2 separate regions of the Hordeum vulgare genome follow, and region 2 is linked to region 1. Evidence: chromatin contacts called from public Hi-C data. All regions are on one chromosome and are shown on one strand. The core of a region is the stretch at or near the end of the contact, and the rest is flanking DNA. Distances in the headings are between cores, read along the strand shown.

Evidence for each region. A called contact is a pair of places that touch in the nucleus more often than the background predicts.
Region 2: a Hi-C map of leaf shows a contact between it and region 1, with 3 times the contacts expected there. The contact joins the promoter of LOC123440208 here to the enhancer-like site in region 1. A contact is called at or near these places in 3 of 6 Hi-C or Micro-C datasets (leaf and seedling).

The regions. Positions count from the first base shown.
Region 1 is chr1H:397,173,539-397,180,399 of MorexV3_pseudomolecules_assembly, reverse strand. LOC123440182 (a long non-coding RNA gene) reads right to left here. Exons shown (of 3, transcript XR_006630297.1): 2 at 5,080-5,254; 3 at 3,355-3,687. Among protein-coding and RNA genes, the nearest start is that of LOC123440162, 3.8 kb to the right of the region's middle. Within about 2 kb of position 2,744, at least 3 of the 3 cell types and tissues checked have open chromatin away from gene starts, as enhancers often do. A contact at or near this core is called in leaf and seedling, where this site is marked.
Region 2 is chr1H:397,353,439-397,360,299 of MorexV3_pseudomolecules_assembly, reverse strand. LOC123440208 reads left to right here and starts at 3,769. Exons shown (of 3, transcript XM_045116780.1): 1 at 3,769-3,872; 2 at 4,006-4,172; 3 at 4,242-4,617. The coding sequence starts at 4,027. The coding sequence ends at 4,335. It also overlaps the pseudogene LOC123440197.

The sequences.
Region 1 (6,861 bases), core at 1,495-3,994:
CAATAGTTCTTCGCCCGTGCAACCCATGCATCACAACCTACAATAACAGCATCAACAACCTGAACGAACAATAACAACACAAACTAACATATGGGATAGAGGCACCACCTATATGAAGTGTGTGAGGCCTTCGTCATCAAACTCCATAACAGTGTAGTGTGTGTCGTTGCCTTCACCAAAGGTCGCCTCCAGCATGACGATCGGCTTTTACCATCGACAAAGGCCTACTGTACTGTTGGCTGGTCGGGCTCCAGAATAGTGTCAACGTAATCATTATTGGTAAGTTGTTCACTCTTCAAGTTTCTCACAAGATAATTAGTTGGGCATCTAAGAAAAAGAAAATAGCTTCTTTGGTCCCAAGGAGGGGACATCCCCTCCCCTAAATTTTCAAATTGTATAATATTAAATATAAGTGACCGAGTTTGAAAATAATTTTTCTAAATAACTAATTTCGTGCATCTATTGATATTGGTCCCTTCTTGATGGTGCAAGCTCCAGCACTACTTCTTGTTTACGTATAACTAAAAAATAACTATCTATGTGGTATAATTGTCGTCAACTACATCTGGTTGTTGGTAACTAATATGTGGTATAATTGTCGTCAACTACATCTGGTTGTTGGTAACTAATCCCCTAGGGGATTCGGTCCACCTAGGATCAAGTGACCCTCACACTCCCAGCTTCACGCAATCCTCACTAATCTCTTGCCTATAATTCATATATTTCGTTTCTTTTAACAACAATAACAAGAAATTATCACATCACAACCACTTCTAAGCCATTCAGTTCTTCCTTCCCGTGAACTAACCATTGGCCGACAAGCACACTAGATCATTGTACTACTTCCATGAGAAGTATTGAGCTCAATATTACTGAACCACGTGCGTAAAGGAAGTGTTTACCAACCACATAAGTACACTTGTCACTTAACGTAACTATCCTTGGCCTAAGACTCTTGCAACATAAAAGACCATCCTCGGGTAGCCAACCATTAATACATGCTCCCTGGTTCTATTTCCTAGGAGCTGCATCTCATAGAGGCAATCAACCATCTATTATTGATTGTTCAAAATACATAGACAAGATCATGGTCCGCAAAACCACTCGATAAATGATCAATAGGTAGCATAACATGCCTAAGTTGTCTTGTTTCTAGACTCGAACGCCATTTGTCCGAATATGGATCATCTCATTAGCCATAAGTCGACACGTTATAAGTGAGTATGATAAGAGATCCGAAAGGTGGTGAAATAGACAATGAAACTCGCGTTGAAAATAGCATTATCCAGCGGAAAACATTGCGAGATCCGCGAATCTTTGATCCCATTACTTGCCACAACAATTGAACTAGCTAGAAAAAGTCATTCTTGCTCCTTAGAGGACGGACACCTTACGTGTCGACATTATGAGTGTGTGCGCACTAGCCTACACATGTCCAACTACCAAACCGACCAAAGCCTACTACTGACCAAAGCCAGATCTTTCACCAAATAGAGTTCGCGTAGGACTAGAGTGGTGCCTAGCCAAGCAAACTTTGTCTGCGTAAGCCATCTCAAGCATATTTTGGTACATGTGCTAGCCAACCCAATTATCAACCAGCAGTCATCATCCCATTGGTTTCCGCGACCTACATGCCCATTGCCAACCTGCCATCCCCGAATCCATTTAACACTGCAAGGATGTTAATATGAGGCCACACTAGGACTCGATTTGAATCAAGCGAAAGCTAGGTCGGTAAATTCAAAAAGGCTAAAAAATATACAAGGAAAGAGAACTTTCTTGCCGAGAGCACGGCGACCTAAGGGTGTCCTCTTCTTCCTTTTAGCGTTCTGTTTCCGGTCGAGTGAATGCAAGTTCGGTTGAAGATTGAGAGCAAACACCATGACTAACCAAGTATGAGCCGTACTTACACGCCAGCGTACATGAAAGCAAGGTTGGTCTTTTTATAGGAAATGGAAATGCGGTTTGCTAGTGACTTTTGTTGTTTTAGATCATTTAATCTGCCAAAGATATCACGTCCATATGCCCAAGATAGCATATGATAGTACAAACGCACATCGTTACATAATACTCCCTCTGTTTTCAAATATAAAATGTTCTACATACTATAGTATAAACTACATACGGACTAAAATGAGTGAACAAATACACTAAAATGCATTTCCATAAATTGAAATCAGGAAAGAAAAATAGAGCGTACATCTTATAATAACGTCAAATCATTAGGCATAGCCAAATGACACATTTTTTAACCTAAAGATAACATAAAGAAAACTATCACAGATTAAAAAAAGCACAAGGGTGCCAAGCATGAATCTAAACAATTGAAAATGATAAGAAAAAAATAATACTCCCTCCGTTTCAAAATACTTTGTGGTTTACCACGAAAAGTATTTGGAAGGAGTGCGTTACTGGAATGTCATGACTTTTAAATCCCACGCGAACAAAATCTACATGAATTGCCATGTTAGATTTCTGCGTTGCAAAGCAGCAGATACAGCTAGCTTTTAAATTTGCTTGCTGATGGCTGCTATGCCAGGGCAAAGTTGGACAAAGTGGTGTGACCGTACATGCTCACTCTGAAAGCATCTATCAAATGAGCCCATAGAGTTATGGGTTATGCCCAGGAGTCGACACGGCAGCACCAAACGTGCCAAAGTCAGATTTTTATTTCAAGCGCTGCACGTGAACCGTGGGCCCATCGATGTCCACTTACCTGCAATTCTAAGGCCGGGCCGGGCGACAAATCACTCCCAGGCCTCCGCCTTGCTCGCCTTTTCGCCATCACTCGCTTTCTATAGGGCCATGTTGCGGCCAAAATGTCCCTGACACGAGTAATGTATATTTTTTTACCAACTATACATACAGTTTGGACGGGCAGAAATAACATTTCACTATCGATGAAGAATCTCGGATGATTTTCTGGCACCAGCTTTCAAACGCAGACACTTTGGAGCCAGCGTAGTTTTGAAGCTAGAACTGGAGAAGCTAGATACACCCTCCATTCCTAAATACAAATCTTTCTTAAAATTTCAATAAAAACTACATACAAATGTATATAGATGTATTTTAAAGTGTAGATTCAATCATTTTGCTTCGTATGTAGTCATACTTAAATCTGTAAAATAACATTCATTTAGGAACGGAGGGAGTAGTATCTAGCTCCAACTTGTCTTTTTATTACTCCTTCCGTTCTAAAATACCTGTCATGGTTTCAGTTCAAACGGAGGGAGTACTTTGGTATATTAGCATAATTTTCTTTTAGAAAAAGAATATTAGCGTAAAATTTGGATTAAAAAACTTTTTTTTCTAAAACTAAAACTATGATGATCATATGAAATATCACCTCTACTATTTTTTTCAGAAAAAACTCCGTACAAATAGGAAGATAAGTCAGACTAGCTTTTGGCTAAACATTTTTTTATTAAATAATGTCCAATTAAAACAGTTTACCCATACCAGGAGATCCTGAGAACTCTCCTGTAGTTGAACTAGCTAGTGAAGCAAGGACTTTGCTGAAAGTCCCACATTTTGAATTTTGAATAAAATCCCTAGTTATCCCTAAAAAAACTAGTGAAGCAAGGGTTGCAGCGCATAGCCAGGTTGACTCCTCGCCCGCTTCCAATTAAAGGTGGGTGGTTTTTCTCCTCTTCAGCCTTGTTCCTTTTTGTTATACTCCCTCCGTTCCTAAATATAAGTCTTTTAAGAGATTACACTACGAGTCTACATACGAAGCAAAATGAATGAATCTACACTTTAAAATATGTCTATATACATCCTTATGTAGTCTATTAGTGGAATCTTTAGAAAGACTTATATTTAGGAACGGAGGGAGTATTTAATAAATTACCTTCTTCATGGCAAACAATTACTCAAAAATGGTAAAAATTAGCTACCCGATGTCATGATTCGAACGAGCAGTGAGAGTTGAAAAACAATATATGAGATACTCAATTATAAATCTTCACTCTTGTTTCTGCCAGAGCCCTGCAGCCCATCGGTAGAAGTTGAAGCAAGGGCCCTGTTTGGCTAGGTTCCGGTTCCACCGTTTGTGCTATAGATATGTTGTCATGAGAATTTTCCAATTTAGGGCTTCTGAAAGTGGTGAAATTTTCCCTGGCCAACTCCTGTTTTCCTTGTGAGTTCTTGGAGCTGTAGGTGTTCGGCCAGTTCGCACTATCATCATTCACCAGCCTACCTTACACACTATTCCCTCGTTAAAATGATCCCAAGTAAAAGGAAGCTGTGTAGATGTTTCTGGTGACAGCAGCATGAACGGCTGACAGAGAACTGGGCCTGGGACGTCCAAGGTTGCATTCCATACCAAAAGTAGAGCCAACAACCTGCCCAATTTCCACCCACTGATTTCGGCAGTGGGCGGCCCCATCCACTGATCTGGCGATGTGTGGGGGACCCCTGCTGTGATCAGGCGCCGAGCCTACTGGTAATCGACAGCGTGGACTGAAACAGCAAAGGAACAACTGAAAGGATGCAGATCAAAAGAGGCATGCAGATGCAGATCGATGTCACCTTTGTGAATTGCATGTCATGGATCAGGGAATCTAATCTCCATTCTGGACTAAGCCTACCATGTGGGGGTAGTGGCACCTTCTTTATCAAGATGAGCACGTTTCTATTTAGCCTCTATATTGGTTCAGAGATAAAACAGTCTCTCTACAAAGCTTACAAGAAACAAATGACTGCGCTGACTAATAGGCTAAGAAAGGTTGTGAGGTGTTTCTTGGGTTAGTACATATAAATTCAGCTACCATCTTACATGCATATTGTTGACAAGTCAAGACCCCATATATCGTAAAGCAACTGTAATACTTCTTTTCAGATGAACAGAGAGCTCCGGCGTTGATATATTTTACTCCCTTCGTTCCTAAATATAAGTCTTTAAAGAGGTTTCATTAGTGAACTACATACGGATGTATATAGACATACTTTAGAGTATAGATTCACTCATTTTGCTCCGTATGTAAACTCATAGTGAAATATCTTAAAAGACTTATATTTAGGAACGGAGGGAGTATAAAAAGAACGTTTATGGATATTCTTCCACCATTGGAATTTTACCTTTCGCTTTCTTGGAAAAGATTTATGCTCCCCCGGAGGGATAGTTGACACCTCAAGACCAATATATCGTAAATCAGCTCTAATACTTCTTTTCAGATGAACAGGGCTCAGGTGTTGATAAGTCATTCTTGGATAGTGATATTAGGTATTATCAATGGTGGCATCAGCCACATCCCTGCAGCCAAAGATAAGATTAAGATACCACTTTTGCCATGAATTATGTAGAGTATATAGTCAGAAAGAATATATAGAATTGTCCCTAGTACCTAACACGTGACAATTGACCATTGTTCTTTCAGCTTATTGCATAACTCCAGATTGTAATACCATATGATCCCCCAAATCTCGAGTGGTGAGAAATTTTTCACATTCCAAAATTTTAGAACATGCAATGAGTGATAGTGAAAGTGGAATCTGGCCGGTTTAATAGGTCCAGTATAAGATTGGTATTACGGGTTTCAGAATTCAACACCTTAGTCTATTGGATGTAACCTTCCATATATGTATTGATATACCAATACATACACTGATGGTACCACGTCAAAAATACACATGGATACATAGAGAGAGAAAGACAATGTATTGCTTCTCGTATTCAAGGAGACCATACTGCACACAGTTTTCCTTATACTGCCATATGCTTCCTCGGGGAAGGGGCCTTAGTACCAGAATACGTTGCTTGGTGACTACCTTTTCTTCGTATTTTAGAAAGAGCTACCTATTTTGATTAGATATGTTAATATAGGATTATTTATGGTTGGTTCTATTTGAAGGTATGTTAATATGAGTGAATTATCTATGGTTGTGTATTTGGATTCTCTAATCACTGTTGGTGTCTTCTAGAACATGTGATCAGTGAGATGTGAATCAAATCATCCAGCTGACAATATCTTTTGTGTCTAGTAAAAGTAAATGCTTATTTTACTGGTCCCCTCACCTCCACTTTGATTTACACGGTGTAGTCAGTTATTGATTCCCCTTTTCATGGAGTTCCCAGTTATCCCGAGGATTGTCGTGTATGATACAAAAGAAGTTCTCTAATCACCATAGATGTAAAGCACAGAAAAGACAGAACATTCAGTTTGTTTCATACATAATTTCACGTTGCCTTCTGATAGATATCACCAGATACGGGAAACAACAAGGGCCTAAGGAATTCTGGCATTTTAGAGAAGGTACTGTAAGAACGTAGATTTATATTCTGAAGAACCTTCAGATAATCCAATGGGAAACATGCAAGACTATTGCATCACTAGCTCAGGTGGCAAGCAATGCCATGTGGGCAAAGGGATTCTAGAATATCAAGCTAAAGTTCCTGACCACTAAAAAATGGAAAAATGCCTAGGTGATCCATGTCCATACGATTTTGCAGCCACAAAATATAAAATTCCAGAACTCAAAATGTTGAAAAGGATATTTCTATCAGCATGTCTACAAATGGCCAGACAGAAGGATTCTTACCGATATACATGTCTGCGAAAATAGATGTGCATGAAGTCAGTAAACATTCCCCCCAGGATCTGAAAAAACATCTGGGAATAAGCATTACCAGATATGCTCAACAGGATGTTTGTCAATCACAAATCCGAAAGCACAGAGATAACACCTTGGCTTGTCCAACATCAATTGAATTTGAGGGATCAAGTGGGCCTGCTTGATAGCAATCAGGTTTGCCACTTGAATCAATTTGTTACTACCACGTGATTTGATCAGAAGTTCAATCCTGCTGAGATCCGCATCAGATACACAAGTTAAATATTTGTGCCCGTAAACTGCTTCTGT
Region 2 (6,861 bases), core at 2,520-5,019, 180 kb before region 1:
ATGATAATTTTGATGGCAGATGGCCATTTATGTTTAACACTATTATTGAGAGCCTCGACCTAAGGGAGATTGAACTCTCTGGTAGAAAATACACCTGGGCCAACTCCCTTCATAACCAGACTTTTGAAAAGCTGGACAGGGTTCTTACTAGCACTGACTGGGAATAGAAGTTTCCCCTAGTAACGGTGCGTGCGCTCCAGAGAGAAATTTCTGACCACACACCTTTGTTGCTGGATTCTGGTAGTGCTATTCATTTGGGCAACAAATTGGGATTCTCCTTTGAGTTAAGTTGGTTCACAAGGGAGGGGTTTATAGATTTGGTTGCTCGGGAATGGAATCGAGAGTTGGGTGGGACATCCAACATTGATCGATGGCAAAACAAAATTAGACATCTTAGACAATACCTTCGTGGTTGGGTTGAGAACGTCTCAGGGAGCTATAAGGCTGAGCAGGACAGGCTCATTAAACTTATAGACGATCTTGACCGTAAGGCTGAGACTATTATTCTGGATTTTAATGAGAGATCTCTGAAGAATGACGCTGAACAACGTCTTCGAGTACTCCTTAGAGAGGAGGAATCGAAATGGGCGAACAGAGCTAAACTTCGGGCAATTGTCCATGGGGATAATAATACTAAATTTTTTCACTTGATTGCAAATGGCAAGCATAGGAAAAAGAGAATCATTCAGCTCGAGCAAGATAAGGGAACAATAGTAGGTCATGAGAACCTAAAATTATATATCTCTAATTATTACAAAAAGTTATTCGGTGCTTCTGATCATAGTTTTGTGACTATGGATGAGCATCAAGTGGCGGATATCCCTCAAGTCGGAGAGGCTGACAATGAGTTATTATCTGCCCCTTTTACGGAGAAAGAGGTGTTCGAGGCTATCGGGGAAATGAAGAATGGTAAAGCTCCCGGCCCAGACGGGTTTCCGGCTGAGTTTTACAAGAAATGTTGGCATATTATCAAGAAGTATCTTATGACAGTGTTTCATGATTTGTATGCTGGTCAGCTTCAACTCTTTCATTTGAATTTTGGTACTATTACGCTGTTACCAAAGAAAGAGGGGGCGACCCGCATTGAGCAGTTCCGCCCAATATGTTTGCTAAACGTTAGTTTCAAGATTTTCACGAAGGTGGGAACATATAGATTAACAAAGATGGCACATTCGGTGGTGCAATCTACGCAAACAACTTTTATGCCTGGGCGGAATATTCTTGAAGGTGTCGTTGTTCTGCATGAAACATTGGACGAAATCCATTCGAAGAAACTTGATGGTGTTATCTTCAAGGTGGATTTTGAAAAGGCTTATGATAAAGTCAAATGGTCTTTCTTGCAGCAAACCCTTCGTATGAAGGGGTTCGACGAGCTTTGGCGAAAGCATGTCGATTGTTTTATAAAAAACGGTAGTGTCGGGATTAAGGTTAATGATGACGTAGGTCATTTCTTTCAGACACTCAAGGGTCTCCGACAAGGGGATCCAATGTCTCCTATTTTATTCAACATTGTTGCTGACATGTTGGCCCTTATGATTAAGAGGGCCAAAGATAAGGATCTGATTGGGGGGCTCATCCCGCACCTCGTGGATGGGGGAGTTTCTATACTGCAATATGCCGATGACACCATTCTGTTTATGGAACATGATCTGGTCAAAGCTAGGAATTTGAAGCTCATACTTTGCTTGTTTGAGCAGCTATCTGGGCTGAAAATTAACTTTAATAAAAGTGAGGTGTTCTGTTTTGGTAGTGCCAAAAATGAACAACGCACTTATAATCAATTGTTCGGTTGTGAAACTGGGAATTTTCCCTTTACGTATTTAGGAATTCCTATTCATCACCGAAGATTATCAAACAAGGAATGGAAATGCATTGAGGATCAGTTTGAGAAAAAGTTGAGTTGCTGGAAAGGCAAGCTTCTTTCTTATGGAGGACGACTAGTGCTGATTAATTCAGTATTAAGGAGTATGCCCATGTTTCTCCTATCCTTCTTCGAAGTTCCCGTTGGGGTACGGAAAAGACTGGATTTTTATCGATCCCGTTTCTTTTGGCAAAGTGATGAGCTTAAGACCAAGTATAGGCTTACTAGATGGGATATTATCTGTAGACCCAAGGATCAAGGAGGTTTAGGAATTGAAAATTTAGAGATAAAAAATAGATGTCTACTCAGCAGATGGCTGTTTCGACTATCTACGAAAATTTAGAGATCAAAAATAGATGTCTACTCAGCAGATGGCTGTTTCGACTATCTACGGAAACCGATGGTATGTGGGTACAAATTTTGAAGAACAAGTACTTACAGAACAAATCCTTATCTCAGGTTACATCTCATCCAACGGACTCTCCTTTCTGGAGGGGGTTGATGAGGACTAAAAATGCTTTCTTCCGTAGAACTAGGTTCATCATAGGTAATGGTGAATCCACTAGTTTCTGGGAAGATACTTGGTAGGGGAGATGCCTCTAGCATTTCAATATCCGCAGCTGTACCATATTGCACAACGGCGACATGCATCCGTTGCGTCAATACTTAGCGAGATTCCTCTTAATATTCAATTCCACAGATCTCTTATTGGTAATAGATGGATTAGTTGGCTCCATCTTGTGAGAAGGTTGATGGATGTTAACCTTTCTCACAATCCTGATCGTGTATATTGGAAGTTGACTAGCAATGGAATATTCACGGTTAAATCTATGTATATGAATCTCATCGATTCCGCACCTATTCCAAAATCGGCTCATATTTGGAAGATCAAAGTCCCTCTTAGAATCAAAGTCTTTATGTGGTTTGTTCATAAAGGGGTAATTCTAACAAAGGATAATCTTGCCAAGCGGAATTGAAATGGTAATTCTAGATGCAGTTTCTGTCCGGATAAAGAAACCATACAACACCTCTTTCTTCATTGTCCTATGGCTAAACTGGATTGGCGCTCGCTACATATTGCTTTTAACATCACTCCTCCTAACAATATAACCACGTTATTCGGGATGTGGCTAATAGAGGTTGATGTACATTTTGCTAAACTTATTCGCGTGGGGTCTTGTGCACTGTTGTGGGCAATATGGAATTGCAGGAATGACTTGGTGTTTAACAGACAACGCGATTTTCACTTCTTGCAGGTTATTCACAGGGCTACCGCACTGATCCGCACATGGTCATCACTCACTCCTGTTGACGTCAGGGAGCCTATGGTTACTGGGTGTGTCCGATGGGAGATGGTAGCACAGTGTATCTTCAACCGGTTTGGATAGCGTCATGTTAATAGGATATGTGTTTAGTCATCTATATTTATACCATCTCCGGCTTGGGCATGAGTGATGCCTTGTATCGTTTTGATTTTCCTTTTTACTTTAGACTTATTGTACTCAGTGGAGACTTATTTTTGATTTATAATATATGGCCGTATGCATCTCTCGATGCAGAGGCCGAGGCTCAGCCTCCTTTTCTAAAAAAAATGTCTATGTGTGCACTGTGCATTGCTGCTCATCTCGTTGAGCAAATTATGTCAATGGTAACCGTGTTGGCCTTTTGGGGTTTTTTGCCGAGGAGTTGTTGGCCTATGTATGTGCAGATGATGATTCGAGCATGAGAACAAATCAATGCCCTATTTCTACCACGTGCTTTGCTCGGTTGTCCTAGGCATCATCGTACTATATACTTACAGTAGTACTGTACTAGGGAGTAACGCAGCAGACGACCGAAAAGACTGCACCTTGGCCCGCACCCGCCGGCGTGACCTCGGCGTTGGGAGGCGGCGGCCGCTGACGCCGCGGCCGCTGACGCCGCGGCCGAGAGCGTCAGCGGTAGACTGACGAGTTGCCACCGCCACCGCCACCGCCACCGTTCTCAGCCAGAGGCGACCGCCCCCGCCAAGGTTTGTTGCCGTGTTGCGCCCGTCCGCCCCTCCCTAACCCCCCTGTCTAAACGCACACAAGCTGTTCGGCGCAATGCCACAGACAGATACAGATACATTTCGTTTCTTCACTTTCTTGATGTTTCAGACTCAGACAGATCGATCGACCGGAGCCATGCCTCTCCCCGCCAACCGTGTAATGGGATCCGCCTTCGTCGCGTTCGGCGTCACGCTCCTCGCCGGCTTCCTGTACGTCGCCGTCGGGTCCAAGGCCCTCGCGCCGTCCGACAACTGGTTCTTGCTCGCCGTCCAAAACGACAGGTTAGCATTGGCGCGCGGCTTCTTTCGTCTTGAGATTGCCGGCCTGCCTCATCTGCTGTTGTTCTCCAGGTACTACTGCTTGCTTGTGCCCCTGACCGTCCCTGTCATAATCGTGGCTGTGTATCTGCATTGGCTGAGCATGAAGATGTTCAAGCATGCGTGAGGGGTGCTACAGTCATGCAAAACGAAACCCATCATCAGTTCATCGCTCTTAAGATTGTGGTATTTTTGTTTTGTTTATTATACAGTGTAAGACAAAGTTCCTGTGGTGGAGAAACTACGCTGGATCTTACAACTGTTGTGTAAGGATGTGCTTGGTTTCTTGCCTCCCATTTGCCAATGACAGTGTTTTCGTGAGCCGATTTTTGGCATTGCCAAATTGTTTGGTTGATAGCCAATTATTGTGCCAATCAGGCTGGTTCCAATAGAGAGAAAGCATTGAGTATGTTAGTATTCTTTTTATTAACTTAGTCCATAAACAAATCATTATGATAGCAATACCAGTATTAACCGCATGCCTTTTTTTTCTTTTTGAAATGGAGCAGAAGAACTGCCTCGTTGATTAGTTCAGCATAAAAGAATTATGTAGTTAATTGATGAAAAGCCGGGCGAAAACATATACAATCACACCACATGCGCATTGCTTACAAAGCATGAAACCCAACATGATCAATACGACAAATATGGCCAACACGCAATGATCACAAATCCACATGCTTCTACATCGTAATGAAACCCTTGGCAAGGTCATCTCGGATGAAGACAACAGACACCATCAAATCCACACAGACAAACCAATCCATGATGACCAGAGAGACGTGGAATCATCAATTAAGCTGCAGCGGACACCTTTCCTATGCCGTCACTCCTTTTCTTTGATCCTAAGAGCCTTCTCCACCTTCTTCATTTTGTCGTTGGTAGTCTTCTCCGTGAGGAAGCAAAATCCGCCTTGCCAAATCCAGAGCTAGCCACCTCCAAGCAACTGAGCAAGTCACAAAGCTCTTCCACGAAGAGAGCCTCTGAATCATATGCCAATGAACTTGCCTCATTAACCTCGTCGCACACGGACATCACCTGTCCAACAGTCACATGCAAGAGAGTGTGAGGGTGTCTTGGACCAAGGAGTACTAACTCGAGGTGTTTGGCCCTTACTGGCCAAATTGGGGACCGTTAGGCCACCTCCTAAAGGACGATGGAAGGGTCAAGACTCGCTCGTATGAACAAGGAAACCTCCGAAGACTTGGCGTGTACCCTAAGGACATATCTATATTCGGCATGTGTCCAACCGACTTAAACATGTAACCTAGCTCCCCCTGAGTACCTATATAAGCCAAGGGGTGTAATCCGTAGGGGGACAACTTATTCGCCTTAGGGTTTAGAGCTTACACAACAATCTCGAGGTAGATCATCATCCTGTACTCGGTACCCCATCATCAATACAATCAAAGCAGACGTTACCTCTTCAATAGGGCCCGAACCTGGGTAAACCTCGTCTCCCTACTCTCATTATTACCATAGATCCTAAATCCACAACTCGGGACCCCCACCCGAGATCTGTCGGTTTTAGCACCGACATTGGTGGCCCATGCAGGTCCGGTTGTGTGGTTGATCCGGATCAATGGCTCGCCTTCAGACTAACGCTCACATCGGTTGTGGCGACATCTTTGCTCCGAGCCAGCTTTTCGAGTTTGGAAGCGTGGTCCTCCACACATATTCAACCGACCATCTCGACGAGGTTGAGAGCTTCATACCCGATCAGGTAGTCATGTTTGGAAGCTTGGAGTACACCATCGACGCCCGTGGTGATCTCACCCCCTTTGGATGGACTCCGGATCATTTGGAGCGGTCGTAGGCTGTCGGGGCTTCAGCCCTAGAACCTACCGCTGATCATGCGACTGACAGCTCCAGAGATCTGGCCTTGAACGTGGATCAACCCTTCTCCACCACGGATTGCGACCTTGACTCCAACCCAACTTCGGATCCCGCCTTGAGCCCGGATCCGACCACCTCTCATGTCGTTCCCACGACTTCAGGGAACCTGCTCTAGGTCCGCTTGACTTACAGCCTGGCAATGTATACAACTAAGCTCTCGCTATTGAACGAGATGCTAGATCACATCTAGAGCCTTGGGATCTCACACGACAAGACTTTGGTCTATGATTAGATCAGATGTAAAGTCGATAGCTGAGAATTTTAAAATCCATCCACCACCCACCTAGTCCCTACGGTCGAAGATTTAACCGACGTCCTCTAGTACGCATCAGAAGACGCCGAATTAGACGAAGACGTCGAGGATGAACCGGGCGCAATGAAGAGAAAGACCGGCAAGTGGGTAGAAACCTCCACTTATGACATCTACACGGTGGATACCCCCGGGACGATGCAGGAGGAGAAGACAGTCGCCCCTCCAGACACAGACGGAGCGGGCGATGCGAGAGAATGCCTAGTAGAGGCGATATAGGCAATGGGAATGCTAGCAATGGCAACCCTGAAGATAACAGCACACCCAGGGTGTCGAGGAACAAGTCAGTGTCGAGGAGGTCACGCCTGATCAAATCAACGGCACCAAGGAGCACACAATCTCCGACGACCCCGACGTCAGTGATTACCCACCGAGAACTAAAGATGTAAGTATCGGGTCCGATGACCTCGCCGTCCCAGAGAACTTTGCAGCCCTCGAGTCCTATCG